Regions from separate parts of the Capra hircus genome. Here region 2 is linked to region 1. Evidence: chromatin contacts called from public Hi-C data. All regions are on one chromosome and are shown on one strand. The core of a region is the stretch at or near the end of the contact, and the rest is flanking DNA. Distances in the headings are between cores, read along the strand shown. Region 1 overlaps BIN3 (bridging integrator 3). Region 2 overlaps PEBP4 (phosphatidylethanolamine-binding protein 4).

Region 1 (6,343 bases), core at 280-2,779:
CCTTCACCAAGGGGCCGAGACACCAGATGTCGTGACACCTCCACCCTCCCCACCCCACCGCCCCCACACACATATCTTGCCCCAGTCAGGGTTCTGGGTGAGCCGTGACACCCAGCGTGTTGCTCCCCAGGCCCGAGAAGAGCTTAGGCCAGTGCGGGATGACTTTGAGGCCAAGAACAAGCAGCTCCTGGATGAGATGCCGCGCTTCTACAACAGCCGACTGGACTACTTCCAGCCCAGCTTTGAGTCCCTGATCAGAGCACAGGTGAGGCGGCTGCCACCCCTCCTGCCCTGGAGGATGGCCCAGCACTGCTTCCCTTGGTGGGGAGGCGGCCGAGGGCTTCGGACCAGCCCAGCCCCACCACACACACTTGAAGTGGGCTTAGCCACTTTCTCCCACCACCCCCGCCCTCCCCATCAACTCCCCAGCACTGCCTGAGGGGAGGAATCCAGGCACCTCTGGTTGTTGGCTAGAATTCCTGTTTTGGTTTATCTGTTGCTTTGTGGTTAATCCTAGCCTTGGGACAAGGCCCACCTTATCCATGAGTCCTTCCCTCAAGTTCTCCCCACTCCCGCTCAACCACAAGGGCAGGAAGAAACCAGGCCGCACCTACAGTGCCTCACCCTGATGGGCAGGTACCTTGCCTGGTGGGCTCAGGTCAAGAACAGAGGCCTTTTCCTACAGACCCTGATTAGCCCTTTCGGTGGAAGACCGGGGAGTGTCTTGCCCTTTAGCAACCCTGGGCAGGGTCCCTAAACCCTGGAGAGAACCATGCTCAGCAGTCCCTCTGGGGCACCACTTTCGGTGGAAAGGTAGGCTCACTTGGGCTGGGCTGGGGTGGAGGTGCACTGAGGTGGCCCTAGGAACCATGCCTCCTGCCACTCAAGGGTATAAAGACCGAGTCGCTCCTGCCCTCCTCTGCCCCACATTCTTCAAGCAGTTAGCGGGAAAAGGTTGAGGTGCCAAAACCAAAATGTTTTCTATATGTGGGACACCCCGCCGCCTCCTCCCACTCCCTCCACAAGGTGACAGCAGGTAGTCAGCATTCTGCCAATTTCCCACCAGGTAACAAAGCTAAAGGCTCAGCATGTCCCCCTCCGCCTCCAACCTCAGCTCCTCAGCTCCTGGCCTGGGTGTCTGGCGCCCTCTAGTGGACACACTCGTTCTTGCAGCGTCCACAGTTGCAGACTCTGAGGAAAAGCCAGGTTTCTCTCTCCTAGCCTATCTTGGGAGAACCCCAGAACCCATGGGAATCATGGGATCCGGAGCCCTGAGCAGGATTAACATTAGTGACCAGAACCCCGGGGGTGCAGGGAAAGTGAAGCAGAGAGCTGAGTGCGTGGGGATGGCCCTGCCCTTGGAGGTGCATGCAGGCTTGCTTCCAGGGGCTTCTCCCTGGGCCAAAGGGCAATGGTTTGAGGAGGCCCTAGCCTTCCCTCTCCTGTGCCGTGCTCCCAGGCCCCCAGCATGGCCCCTCCACCCTGCATTGTGTGCAGGAGGAAAACCAAGTGCCCAGGCAGGGAGCTCTGGGTGCCCTGTAACCAGGCAGCAGGGTGGTGAGGGGTTGTTTACTGCCTCGTCAGCGCCAGCCTCCCCCTCCCGCGGCTGCTGCTGTCATTAGTCACAGAAGTGAGCATTCCGAGTGACTCAGCCTGCGCAGTGCGGCTCGGGGCAGGGAGCTGGGGGAGGGAGCCATCCATCCTCACCACCCCAGCCCAGGCCCCAGCCCCTTGGGTGACACAGGATTTGGAGACCTTGATTCAACTACCCCTCAGCCAGTGGAGACCCAGCTCTGGGAGTGTGGAAGGCGACGTGACCTGGCCTTGCCCCTAGTAGCACTGCAAGCCTCAGGAAAAGGAGAGTTCCTCCTCCCCAGAGATAGCTTGGAGCTGGAGCTGGTAAAATTTCAGGGTGCTCAAGCAGTATCGAACATTTTCTTGAAAGCCCATGCTTTCACTTGGTTGGGAGGTGGAGGCTGAGGCAGAAGGGGCCCCCGGCTGATGGTCCTCACTCCTCAGCCTGCTGCCCCCACGTCCTTCCTGCAGGCCGCCTTCCTACTCTGGTGTCTGGGCAGGAGACACAGAACAATCCTGGTCTCTGGCTTGGCTTTCCTGGGTCTGCAGCTGAGATGGTGGTCAGGGCTGGGAAGGTGTGTCCCCTCTCACCTTGACCTCTAAGACTGTCCCAGGGCTCTGGGAGCTGCCTTGACCTCTCCCCCATGGCCAAGAGCTTCTCCTGGCTTCCATAAAGCAGGTAGCCCCTCAAGTGCCTGACTCCCTAGGCCCACCCCCAGGATCCAAGGGTCTACCCACTCCCCCCAGCCCTCTCCCCTCAGCTGCCTGGAGAGCTCAAGCCTCCACCTCACCAAGGACCTGTCACTCCCCTCTGCACCCAGGCAATGGGCAGCAAACGTTCCTGAAGGGCTCAGGGCCGTGGTTGTCCTGCAGTCCAAGGGGAAGGGCGGTGGTGGAGGGGAGGTGACAGAACAGCAGGGGGCCAGCCCACAGGCTCCAACTTCTCTGCCCACCATCCCAGGGGTGCAGTGCTTTGGGGCCCCGTGTCCTGAGCATAGCACCTGCAGACCTCTCCTCTTACCATCCCCAGGTCGTGTACTACTCAGAAATGCACAAGATCTTTGGAGACTTGACCCAGCAGCTTGACCAGCCCGGCTGCCCTGACGAGCAGCGGGAGCGGGAGAACGAGGCCAGGCTGAGCGAGCTCCGAGCCCTCTCCATCGTGGCCGATGACTGAGCCTGGCCTGGGGAAGACTCTGGAACACAAGCCAGCCTCCCTCATCTGCCCTTTTCGAAAGCTCAAAAGCTCAGGCATCAGCCAGCAAAGGGCCCCTCCCTGGGAGAAGTATGGGGACAGCAGTGGCTCCCCCTCCCCAGCCCCTGGGAAAGCCTGACACCAAGAGCCCTAGCAGGCTACTGTGTCTCTACCCCACTGTAGCAGAAACCGGCAGACAGGTAAGCAGTGTAGACTGTCTGTTCCTCAAGAACCGTCCAAAGTGCCTCCTGGCCTCGGGCCAGAGCCTGGACTGTCAGCTCCCTAGAAGTCTCTGCCTGGCTACAGTTGGGACCACATCTACCTCCCGAAGGGCTCCCCTGGGAGTCCCCCACCTACGCTGCCTTTTCACCTCAGACTCATCTTTTCTGGGAGAGGCTGCGACACTGCCCTGGAGTGTCTCCCAGCACTCAGGCTCAGCCCACTTGTAGCCTTTGGTCACCTGCAGGGGAGACCCCTAGTCCTACAGCTTCCTTAGAAGCTGGGACTCAACGTGTGTAAATATCCTACCACACTAAACGTTACCGACAAAGTCATGGGCCTCAGAGCAAGAATAGTGGGTGTATGTCTCACCTGGTTATTTGGAATTTTATTTTTCCAAGTAAAATTTTCAATGAAATGTCCATATATTAGTATGCTGTAATTATAAAGAGGGGGCCACCCCAGGTCTCTCTCTGGGTTAGGCTGCCCCCTGCTGAGTTAGGGGGTTGGTCAGGGTGGGGTCACCCCAACCACCCGGAGCATCCCCTCTCCTGACCAGCAGGCCATGGACCCCAGAGCTGCCCCCCACCAACCATCCTCTGGAGGAGACACCTCCACCAGCAGAGGCTGGGTTGAGGGTGGGGAGGAGGGTGCAGAATCAGACCTAGACAAGGAGTCAAGGGGAGAGCTGTGGAGCACACTGGGTTTGTTTTTGACTTTGGTTTATTTAAAAAACAAAAAGCCAAAAAAAAAAAAGAAAGAAAGAAAACCAACTTTATATACAAAGTCAAACTGAAACCACGGATTAATGGAAAGAGGCAAGACTTGTGGGGAAGGGGAAAGGCTGGGCCAGAGCCAATACCACATTCTGAACACAGGGAGCCAGGGGGCAGGTGCTGGTTTCTTCTGGCACGTCTGGGGCAGCTGGAACAGTGTTCACTGGCAGACACGGCCCCACACCAAACGCTCACTAGCACTGACACCATTCCTGCGATGGCCAGGGAGCCCCCTCCCCAAAAACCTGCTCCTGGAACCTGGCAGGATTTGTGCCATTCATAATGGCTCTTACAACCCCAACCAGATTCCACATCTGCTTCTTTAGTTTATTGGCATCAGACCTTATGACAGACTTGAAAAGCCTTTTCCTGCCCTGTCTTATTCTAAACTGGAAGAGGACAGGAGAAAGTCAGCACAAGACGAAAGGGCCCCAGGAGGAATCCCAAAGTAGAGGGCAAAATGACATCCGAGGGGTGCACAAGATGTTGGATTTAGTTGCGCGTGGAACCGGCTTCCTCACTCATCCGACCCACGTGGCACAGACAGACCCCACCCTGACGGCCTGAGCGCCTCTACAGAGGCTGACTGCCGCCGGGTCAGCCACCCCTGCCTCCAGCTCCCAGGTCCTGCTCTGGCTGCTTTCTGGGCTCTAACTTCAGCAGGCTCCATCGCTGACCTCATAGGATGGCGGCTCCTGCACCAGGCCCCTCAGTTGCTTGGTGCTGGCTCCTCCTTCTCTACCCAGCTGTCGGCCTGTTTGAAACAGACATGAGAATCCGGGCTCGGAGGAGGAAGGGCTGAGATCCGAGATCCCATCCGAGAACTACTAACCACTTCCTCCTGTGAGGCTCCCCGGTCACAAGCTGCTGACTGATGGATTCCATAAGAAACTAGCAGATGAAGGCAAATGCCAGTGAAGCTGGGCCGGCTGTGCTGACCCACCTCACCACACAACGGCCGGCTCTCCAGGAGGCTCACCTTTTCAAGCATCCGCTGTGTGTCGAGCTGCAAGGTGGTCAGGCGCCTTCGGAACTCCTGAAGCAGCCGCTGAAGCTGGTTCTTCTGTCGCTCGGCTGTCCGGGCCATCTCCTCAGCCTCGGCCAGCCGGGCCCGCAGATCCTGCATTTCCGTTGCCAGTGTCTTATTTGTCACTTCAGTGGCTGAGAAACGGTTATGGCTCTCCTCTGGTGGGGGCAGGCCGGAGAGACTGCTCAGCTAAGAGGGGAGTGGATGGCGGGCAGCCTGGAGTCTGGGGTGCGGGCCTCCCGCTTCATCTCCCCAAGCCACAGGCCACTCACCCAGCTTAAGCTCCAGTGTGTGAATCTTGTTCTCCAGGTAGAGCCGCCCGCTGTCCTGCTGCTCTGCACGCTGCAGCAGGTTCCCCACATTGATGAGGCTGCCGTTGTGGGACACCAGGCCCTTGTGCTCCACCGGGGTCGTACCCGGCTTCCCACTCTTCCCGGGAGGAGGCAGCAGGTCCAGGTTCCCTAGGAGGGCCAGGAGAAGGCTCAGGGATGGGAAGTGGGAGAAAGCAGCCCAGCCACCCCCGTCCCCTGGAGGCCGCAGAGCCCAGTTCGCACCGAAGAGCAGGTCCTCAGGGAGTGAGCCATCTGGGCCCTCCGGGCGGCTGTACTGAAGGCTCCGATACTGGCAGATGTTCTGAGACACTGCCCTGCTGACCAGCTGTTTGGCCTGTAGGAAACACACACCCACGATGCCCACAGTTAGAAGGTGCAAGCCCCCTGTAATGGCACACAAGAACCTAGAGCCACAGCATCCCCAGCCACACCTACACACAACGACATTGGGAGAGGCATCTCAGGGAGGACTGGAAGACATTACCTGCTCTGCACTGAGCCGCAGCCCAAGGGTAAGCAGGATCCTCTCCAGGTCTCGCCGGTGCAAGTAGCCACACCAGTTGGCATCAAAGTAGACGAAAGCAAGAAGACAGTCCACAGGGAGCACCGCGGAGGGTTCCAGCTCCTTGGGCTGCAAGAGAAACAAGGATGAACAAGATTTACAAATAGCTCTCTTAATGCTAAATCACCCAGGATGAATCCCTTTCAAAATAATGCAGCTTGGCTGACACATTCACACCCAGACACACCTTCCAGTTGGAGATCTGACCCTTGGCCTGTGAGCAAAGATCTCTCTCTAGGGCACTTCCGCCCCAAGGCCTGTCACCCAGAGAGGAACCGTGTGTGCTCCTAGATCAGACAGCTCGCTCAGAACCACACTGATAGAGACACTGAAGTATTCTCCTGGATCATATGAGTATGGTATCCCATGAGCCAAGAGCTACCTTTGTCTTTCATCAATGAGAAGGTGCCAGGTGTCTGGGACTTTCCTGGTGGTCCAGCAGATAAGCATCTACCTTGCAGCATGGGGGACACACGTTCAATCGCTGGTTGGCGAACTAAGATCCTACGTGCCATGGAGTAACTAGAGCGCCCACGTGCCACAACTAGGAAATCGGTGTGCCACAGCAAAAGACACCCGGTGTGCCATGACTAAGACCCAGTGAAGCCAAAATAATTTTTTTTTGAACTATCATTCTATTAAAAAAAAAAAATGCCA
Region 2 (6,761 bases), core at 2,761-5,260, 130 kb before region 1:
GGCAGCGAGCACAGGCCTCTCCTAGCATCACCCAGGCAGCCTGTGAACCTCAGGGCCTGGGGTCCAAGGCCAGGGGACTGGAGGAGGCCAGATGTCCTCCAGGGCCTTTCCCCCTTGAGCAGTGGTAGAGAGGGGCCCCGAGTTCTAGACCCAGTAGTCCTGACCTTAGCAGCCAAAACTCTGGGCCTGGCCAGCCACCCTAGGAAAGCAGGCCACAGCGCCCTTCCCTCATCAGCCTCACCAGGTGCAAAATGAAGGGCCTCGCTGAGCCCTGGAATAAATGAGCTGGCTTGCGGCAGACGTGGGCTTCCCAGGTGATGCTCGTGGTAAAGAACCTGCCTGCCAGTGCAGGAGACATAAGAGACGTGAGTTCAATCTCTGGGTTGGGAAGATTCCCTGGTGGAGGGCATGGCAACCCACTCCAGTATTCTTGCCTGGAAAATTACATGGACAGAGAAGCCTGGCAGGCTGCAGTCCATAGAGTCTCAAAAGAGTCAGACAAGACCGAAGTGACTTAGCATGCATGCACCCACAGGGGCAGATGAAAATGAACTGTCTTCCTGGGCCTCTTTTTGTAGGGCAGGAAGGGACACAGAGGTGGGGGATTAGATGCCTACAGAAGAGGTCTCAGGTGGGCAGGAGCAATGATGAAGTCGTGGTTGAAGTTGGCCCTGTGAGGGAGCTAAGAGATCCTTCCAGCAGAGGGTGTGAGAACCAGCCCCAAACTGACTGAGGCCTCCTGCAGCTCACACCAAAGCTGTCGAGCCAATCGGCCGTCTGGATTAGTCACCAGTTTTGACAAGGAGTTAAATCGGTTACATAACAGCCTCCCTTGCTCTCCACTGGCTCTCCAGAGCTGGGCTCTCTCTCAGGGTGGAGGGGCTGGGGCAGGAAGGGGGTGACATTCGGGGAGCAGTGGAGCTGAGGTTCCTGCAGGGGCCCTCCCCCTGCCTGCTTCGGCCCTCCAGGGCCAGAAGGAGGCGCCAGCTGTTCACCGCCTGTCTGAATCTTGGCCACCCTGCCTCCCCCACAGCCCACGCTAGCCTTGCAACCTACTGCTCTCCGCACTGAGCTCCAGCAGGAAGGATGCCCCCGCTGAGGAGGTCAACTGTCTCTCAGCTCACGGCAGCTCAGAAGCACTTGGAGCGCCCCTGGGCCCACTTCCCTTGCTTAATTTGTTAGAAGATATCTTTATAGTAATTATTTCCATCAACATTTAGTAACACCTTTGGTCGTGCCCTGTTCAAGGCATTGTAGGAGCGACAAATGTGAATAAGACACAGACACGCGGTAGCAGAAGTAGCTTGGAATTATAGCACCTTTCCTCCAGAGAGAGAGCACTTTCAGGTAAAGGAACTCAAAGCTGTGGGCCCCATTTCCTGCTGAGGGTCAAATTAATTTTTTTAATTTATTTTTGATTGACTAATTTGGCTGCGCCGGGTCTTCCTTATGGCACTTGGGGCTTCTCTAGTCTCAGAGCACAGGCTCTAGAGCGCAAAGGGCTCAGTAGTTGTGGTGCATGAGAGCTTAGTGGCCCTGTGGCATGTGGGATCTTAGTTCCCTGACCAGGAATCGAGACCGCGTCCCGTGCGTTAGAAAGTGGATTCTTAACCACTGGAACGCCAGGGAAGTCCCTGAGGATCTGGTTTAATCCCTGCATACAGGCAGGAGAAACCAACCTTTCCTGAGAAATGCCTGGGACACTGCAGGCTTCTAGCGGCCGGAGTTTCTGGTTGATTAACTCACCCACTGCTTGCTCATGGCTGAATGAAGAATGTTCAACAGTATTAATAATGGACAATGAGGATGAGGACAATGATGACAAAAATAATGTTAGAGAAGAGTACATGTGTCCCATTTTGGCCCCAAGCCCGTGGGACTTTAATCCTTCCTTCTTCCCCATTGGCACGTCTCTTACACGCGCAGGATAATAGAAAACAGGAGCAGAAGTTTGGGAAACGTTTCAGAATCATTCACACAGGCCTCTGACTCCAAGCAGGACTTGACTAACTCATCCAGGAAGAGTCATCATTGCAGCTAGTGGGTGAATGCAGGAGTCTGTGAGTGGGGCAGGGCCTCTTGGACCCTTCTTCCCCTTCCCAAGTGTGAAAGTGAAAGTGTGAGTTGCTAGTGCTGTGCTGTGCTGTGCTTAGTCCCTCAGTTGTGTCCAACTCTTTGCGACCCCATGGACTGTAGTCCACCAGGCTCCTCTGTCCATGGGATTCTCCAGGCAAGAATACTGGAGTGGGTAACCATTCCCTTCTCCAGGGCATCTTTCTGACCCAGGAATCAAACCCAGATCTCCCACATTGCAGGCAAATTCTTTACTGTCTGAGCCACCAGAGACACATAAGTGAAGGGAAAGTCCCCAACTCAGACTCTACAGGACTGTGATAACACCAAGGACCACGTTCCCTGCTCATCGCCCTACCAGATTTGTGACAATTAAGAACTGGCAGAGATCTCAGAGATAGCCTAGTCTAGCCTTCTCATTGTACAGATGAGAACACAGAGGCCCAGAGAAGAGAGATGACTTACCTGGGGCCACACAGCAGAGCTGGGACTCAAACTCCTATCTCCTTTTTAAAAAATATTTAGTTTTGTTTATTTATTTTTTTGGCTTTGCCAGTCTTAGTTGCGGCCTGCAAGATCTCCAGTCTTCATTTCAGCATGCAAGATCTAGTTCCCTGAGCTGGGGTGGAACCCAGGGCCCTGCATTGAGAGCAAGGAGTCTTAGCCACTGGACCTCCAGGGGAGTCCCCCATCTCCTTTCACTATGCTGTGAAAACCAGACAGAGAAAGGCAATGGAGGAAGCTATTCAGGGAAGCTATTATATTAGGTGCCCCTTCTTGCAGAAATCCACATAATCCATAATTCCTGCCTCTCTGGCTCCATAGCAGGCAAGAAACAGCTTTGCACAGAGGAGCAGCTGTGCTCATGCAAGTGGCCATGATGCCACGTCAGTGTGTTTCCAGAACAACGAGCCTTTCCCCTGTGCTCAGCTACCTAGAAAAGAGTCTAAAGGGGTAAACGACCCTCCAGCCCCCAGGCAAATTCCTGATGAGAACCTGATCCAGCTTTTAGCTCCCAAAGATCTCTCTGAGTGTCTACTTGGAATAAGCTGTCCCAGCAATGTTTACAGACAATTAGAGACAATTAAAGGATTAAGTGGGAAACCTTGGGTTGATGTAGGCCACACATTCACGCACTCATTCAACAAGCTTCTAAGAGTGTCTACTCTGAGAGGATTCAGCAAGGAAGAAGAGTGGGTCTTTGAGCTTAGTATACCCTCAGTCTAGTAGATGAGACAGAAAAAAGGAGGGGCTTTAATCGCTACAATGCAAGACATTTAGGGGCTTCCTTGGTAGCTCAGTGGTGAAGAATCCACCTGCCAATGCAGGAGACTCGGGTTCGATCCCTGGGTGGGGAAGATACCCTGGAGAAATAAATGGCAACCCACTCCAGTATTCTTGCCTGGGAAATCCCATGGGCAAAGGAGCCTGGTGGGCTACAGTCCATGGGGTCACAAAGAGTCAGACATGGCTTAGCGACTAAACAACAACAAAGACATTTGGGAAGCACACAGAAGGTGAGGAGTCAGGCAGCTTTGCAGAGGAGCCGTCAGACCCTGGGAACTCAGGAGCCATCTCAAAGCCCATCCTGGCCAATGCGTCTGATCCATCTGCTGTCAGGTTTCTCTTTGCCCTTCGTCCCTCCCTGACCCCAGAGCTCAGACATTCTGTTTTTCATGAGAATGTAGACCCTCACTAACCCCTAGCTCCAGCCTCTGGCTTCAGATTTTCCTTTTCCATCATTTTCCCCATTTGGGACCCCAACCAAGCCCACACCCTACTGATGGACGGGTAGACTCGGTGTGGAGATTGCGGGGAGGGGCCCCACCAGACTTACCCCGACAGATGTGCTCTGTCCCCCGCACAGCTGTCCGGCCAGCCCATCTGCACTCACTTCCTGCCTCCCAGCTCCAGCCCCTCACACCTCCCACGCAGGGGTGGGGAAGTCTGGTCCAAACGCCAGTATCGAGCCCCACCACCCTCCCACCCACCAGCACACCAAAGCCAGTAGGCCAGGAGCCTGGCTCCCACCCTCTGCCCTCCTCCACAAGGAGTAGTGGCCTGGGAAGGACTTTGGCAAGGTGGCCTCTCTGAGGGGCTCTGCCTCAGGGTTCAACCTAAGGCACTAGGCAGCTGCGGGAGCCCCCCAGCTTCTCCAGTGCTCCCAAAACCGACTGTCCTCATGAAACTCACTACAGTGTCACTGATCTGATTTCATTATTTGGTCAAAACTAAGGAGTCTGCTTCTCTCTGGCTAGGTGTCTCCAAGAGAAGGAGAAACTATTTTCAAAACAAGTTTGATGTGAAAAGATGTCCCAGCTAAAAGTCTGCCCTGATGCCCTTTACAGTGCTGATTCATTGTTGAAGTCCATGCAGTGACCCTAGTTTTGATGCTGGGAGGTGGGAGGAAATGGGAAATCTCTCGAGGAAGTGACTTCTCTGGAAATCTGTGTGTTCCTGGGATGCTATCAGTTGCCTCCTGATCGCTGAACAGGGCACATACGTTCTCTGGGATGACAGGGATGGTTCAGGCAGCTCTGCAGCTCCCATGAGCTGAAAATTATTTAAGGACAGGAACTGCAGCCCTGTAGCCCCAGCCCTAACTCCATCCATGGTAGGCACTCACTAACAGTGTGCTGAACCAGGCTACCAGGCTATTCTCTGGCCACCTGCCTCTTGCATCACACAGGCAAGTGGGGAATCTGATTAACCCTCATGGTTTGCTCTTAGGAAACTCAAATTGGGCAATACCATATGTCTCCATGACAGAGAATGGGGACAGGAGAGTACTGGAGTAATGAGAAATTTGACTGTAAAATTAACAGATATCTTCTGCTCAACCCAGACTCTTTTCTTTAATACTATGTCCCAGTGCATTGGGAGTGAGGGAGAAAGATGATAAATTGTTCCCTTTTCCTAGAAACAAAAGATGTCTTACAAGTGTGTGCAAACCCCAGGATCCTGTATCTCTTGAATGGGATTACCTGGGTAGGAACGGGTTTCTCCAGGCAGAAATGAGCCCCTAGAACAAGGGCTGGTGCCAAGAACAAAAGCTAAGGGTTAACCCAACCTTTCTAGGTGCAAGAAGGGGTTTTCTTCTTGACCGCCATTTTTGAATGAGGGGAAATTCCAATTTTCTCCACTGTTCCCACCACAATCACAGACACACCCAGCCTTTGTATATGACTTTAAGTGAGGGGCATTGCTAGCCTTCCTGCCCAGCTGGAAACCCATTAATGTGGACATCCATTCAAGTTTTTCAAACTGCTCACTCTCACAGCCTCAGATGTGACCAGACAACTGTGGAGTTCTGTTATTTTATTTTCAAAGTGTTTTGCTAAGTATCTAAGAAAGAACCTCTCTTTCGCAAAGACATCCATGTCACCGTTTTTCCACTTTACAAATCTGGCCGCCGTAACCATGGCAGAGTCCCTGAAAATTCAGGTCCCAGCCTGAAAACTCGGATCATCTGATAAGTTTGAGCCTCTTGTAACAGAAAGAGAAGGTGGATGAGAGATGGCTGATGACAAGAGGGATGAATGACAGCTGGGCAGGAAGGCAGGCTGATAAGCCCACAGCAGGCAAGGAGCCCCGTCCCCACCCAGGGCCTTTGAGGCAGGCTGCTTGGCAAAAGGAGACACTCCTTTGTTTTAGGAATGGTTAATTTATGCCCCTGTGGTTTCAAACAAGAGCAACCCAAAGTTTTCTTTAAATACACACACACACATACACGCTCCCCTTCCCTCTCCTCCTACTCTCCTCCTCTTCCAAGGCGAGGCTCCTCTCCCCTAGCCCAATGATATGGGGCCTCTTTCCTTAAGAGAAAGGGACAAACCATATTCACCAGTTCACCCAGATTATTCCACTAGTTCATGGCAGTAGAGAAGCCCTAAGACCACACAGAGGTTCCTGAGTATCAGACCCAAGTTCTCCAAGGCAACAGGATGAGGGAAGGAAGGGAAAGAGCTTCATTCTGACCACCTGCAAGGGTGGAAAACAGTCTTGCGGGCCCTCAGAGACCCCCAGATTTTACAACATAACAGCCTCTGTAGGCCTCTGAATCGAGGACCCTAACGTTTGCTCTCCTAATCTAGGGACCTCCGTTTAAGGTAGCCACCCTCACCCACCCTAACCCCATCTAGAAGCAGGAGGCTCAGCCTTGGAGCCCCTGCAGCATGGATTCCCTGGACCAGATTTCACAACCCAGCGCTGAATTTTACTACAAGTTTCAGACAAAGAAGGTGTGTCAGAGCCGAGAGCATGCTTCTGCCCGCTGCGTGGGCGTCAAGTTCAATACCTTCTTGTCAACACTTGAATGTGTTGAACATCACTCACAAGGGCATTCTTTAAGAAACCTATTAACTTAATTACCGAGGCGGGTTTTTTTTTTCCCCCTCTCTTCCCCTATCCATGCATCTCATATAAAACTTTGGCTTTCTTCCTCTCTGAGATACTTTTGATGTTACTCCTCTCCCCTTGGCACAATACCATCTTGTTTATTTCTCTAACAGTTAGTCAGGGTGGCTGCACTGGTTAGTCTGATTCCTTGGCTCAGGTCTTAGCGCTGTAGGGAGCTGCGAGAGAGCAAAGTGTGACTCCAGTGATGGAGGAGAAGGTTGTCTGGCATCGTCCTCTCACTGCCTGATTGCAGTGGGAATCCAGAGGAAGAGGGCAGTGAAGGTATAAAC

Evidence for each region. Hi-C and Micro-C count contacts between places; a contact is called where the count stands out from the background.
Region 2: a Hi-C map of blood shows a contact between it and region 1, with 3 times the contacts expected there. The contact joins two enhancer-like sites. A contact is called at or near these places in 2 of 5 Hi-C or Micro-C datasets (both in blood).

The regions. Positions count from the first base shown.
Region 1 is chr8:69,567,582-69,573,924 of ARS1.2, reverse strand. BIN3 (bridging integrator 3) reads left to right here. Exons shown (of 8, transcript XM_018052318.1): 7 at 131-265; 8 at 2,606-3,413. The coding sequence ends at 2,752. It overlaps CCAR2 (cell cycle and apoptosis regulator protein 2), which reads right to left. Exons shown (of 21, transcript XM_018052313.1): 17 at 5,609-5,755; 18 at 5,347-5,458; 19 at 5,065-5,253; 20 at 4,745-4,950; 21 at 3,695-4,519. The coding sequence ends at 4,475. Among named protein-coding and RNA genes, the nearest start is that of CCAR2, 15 kb to the right of the region's middle. Within about 2 kb of position 1,529, at least 4 of the 5 cell types and tissues checked have an H3K27ac peak or open chromatin away from gene starts, as enhancers often do.
Region 2 is chr8:69,704,055-69,710,815 of ARS1.2, reverse strand. The region is part of intron 4 of PEBP4 (phosphatidylethanolamine-binding protein 4); the gene reads left to right. Among named protein-coding and RNA genes, the nearest start is that of EGR3, 61 kb to the right of the region's middle. Within about 2 kb of position 4,010, at least 1 of the 5 cell types and tissues checked has an H3K27ac peak or open chromatin away from gene starts, as enhancers often do.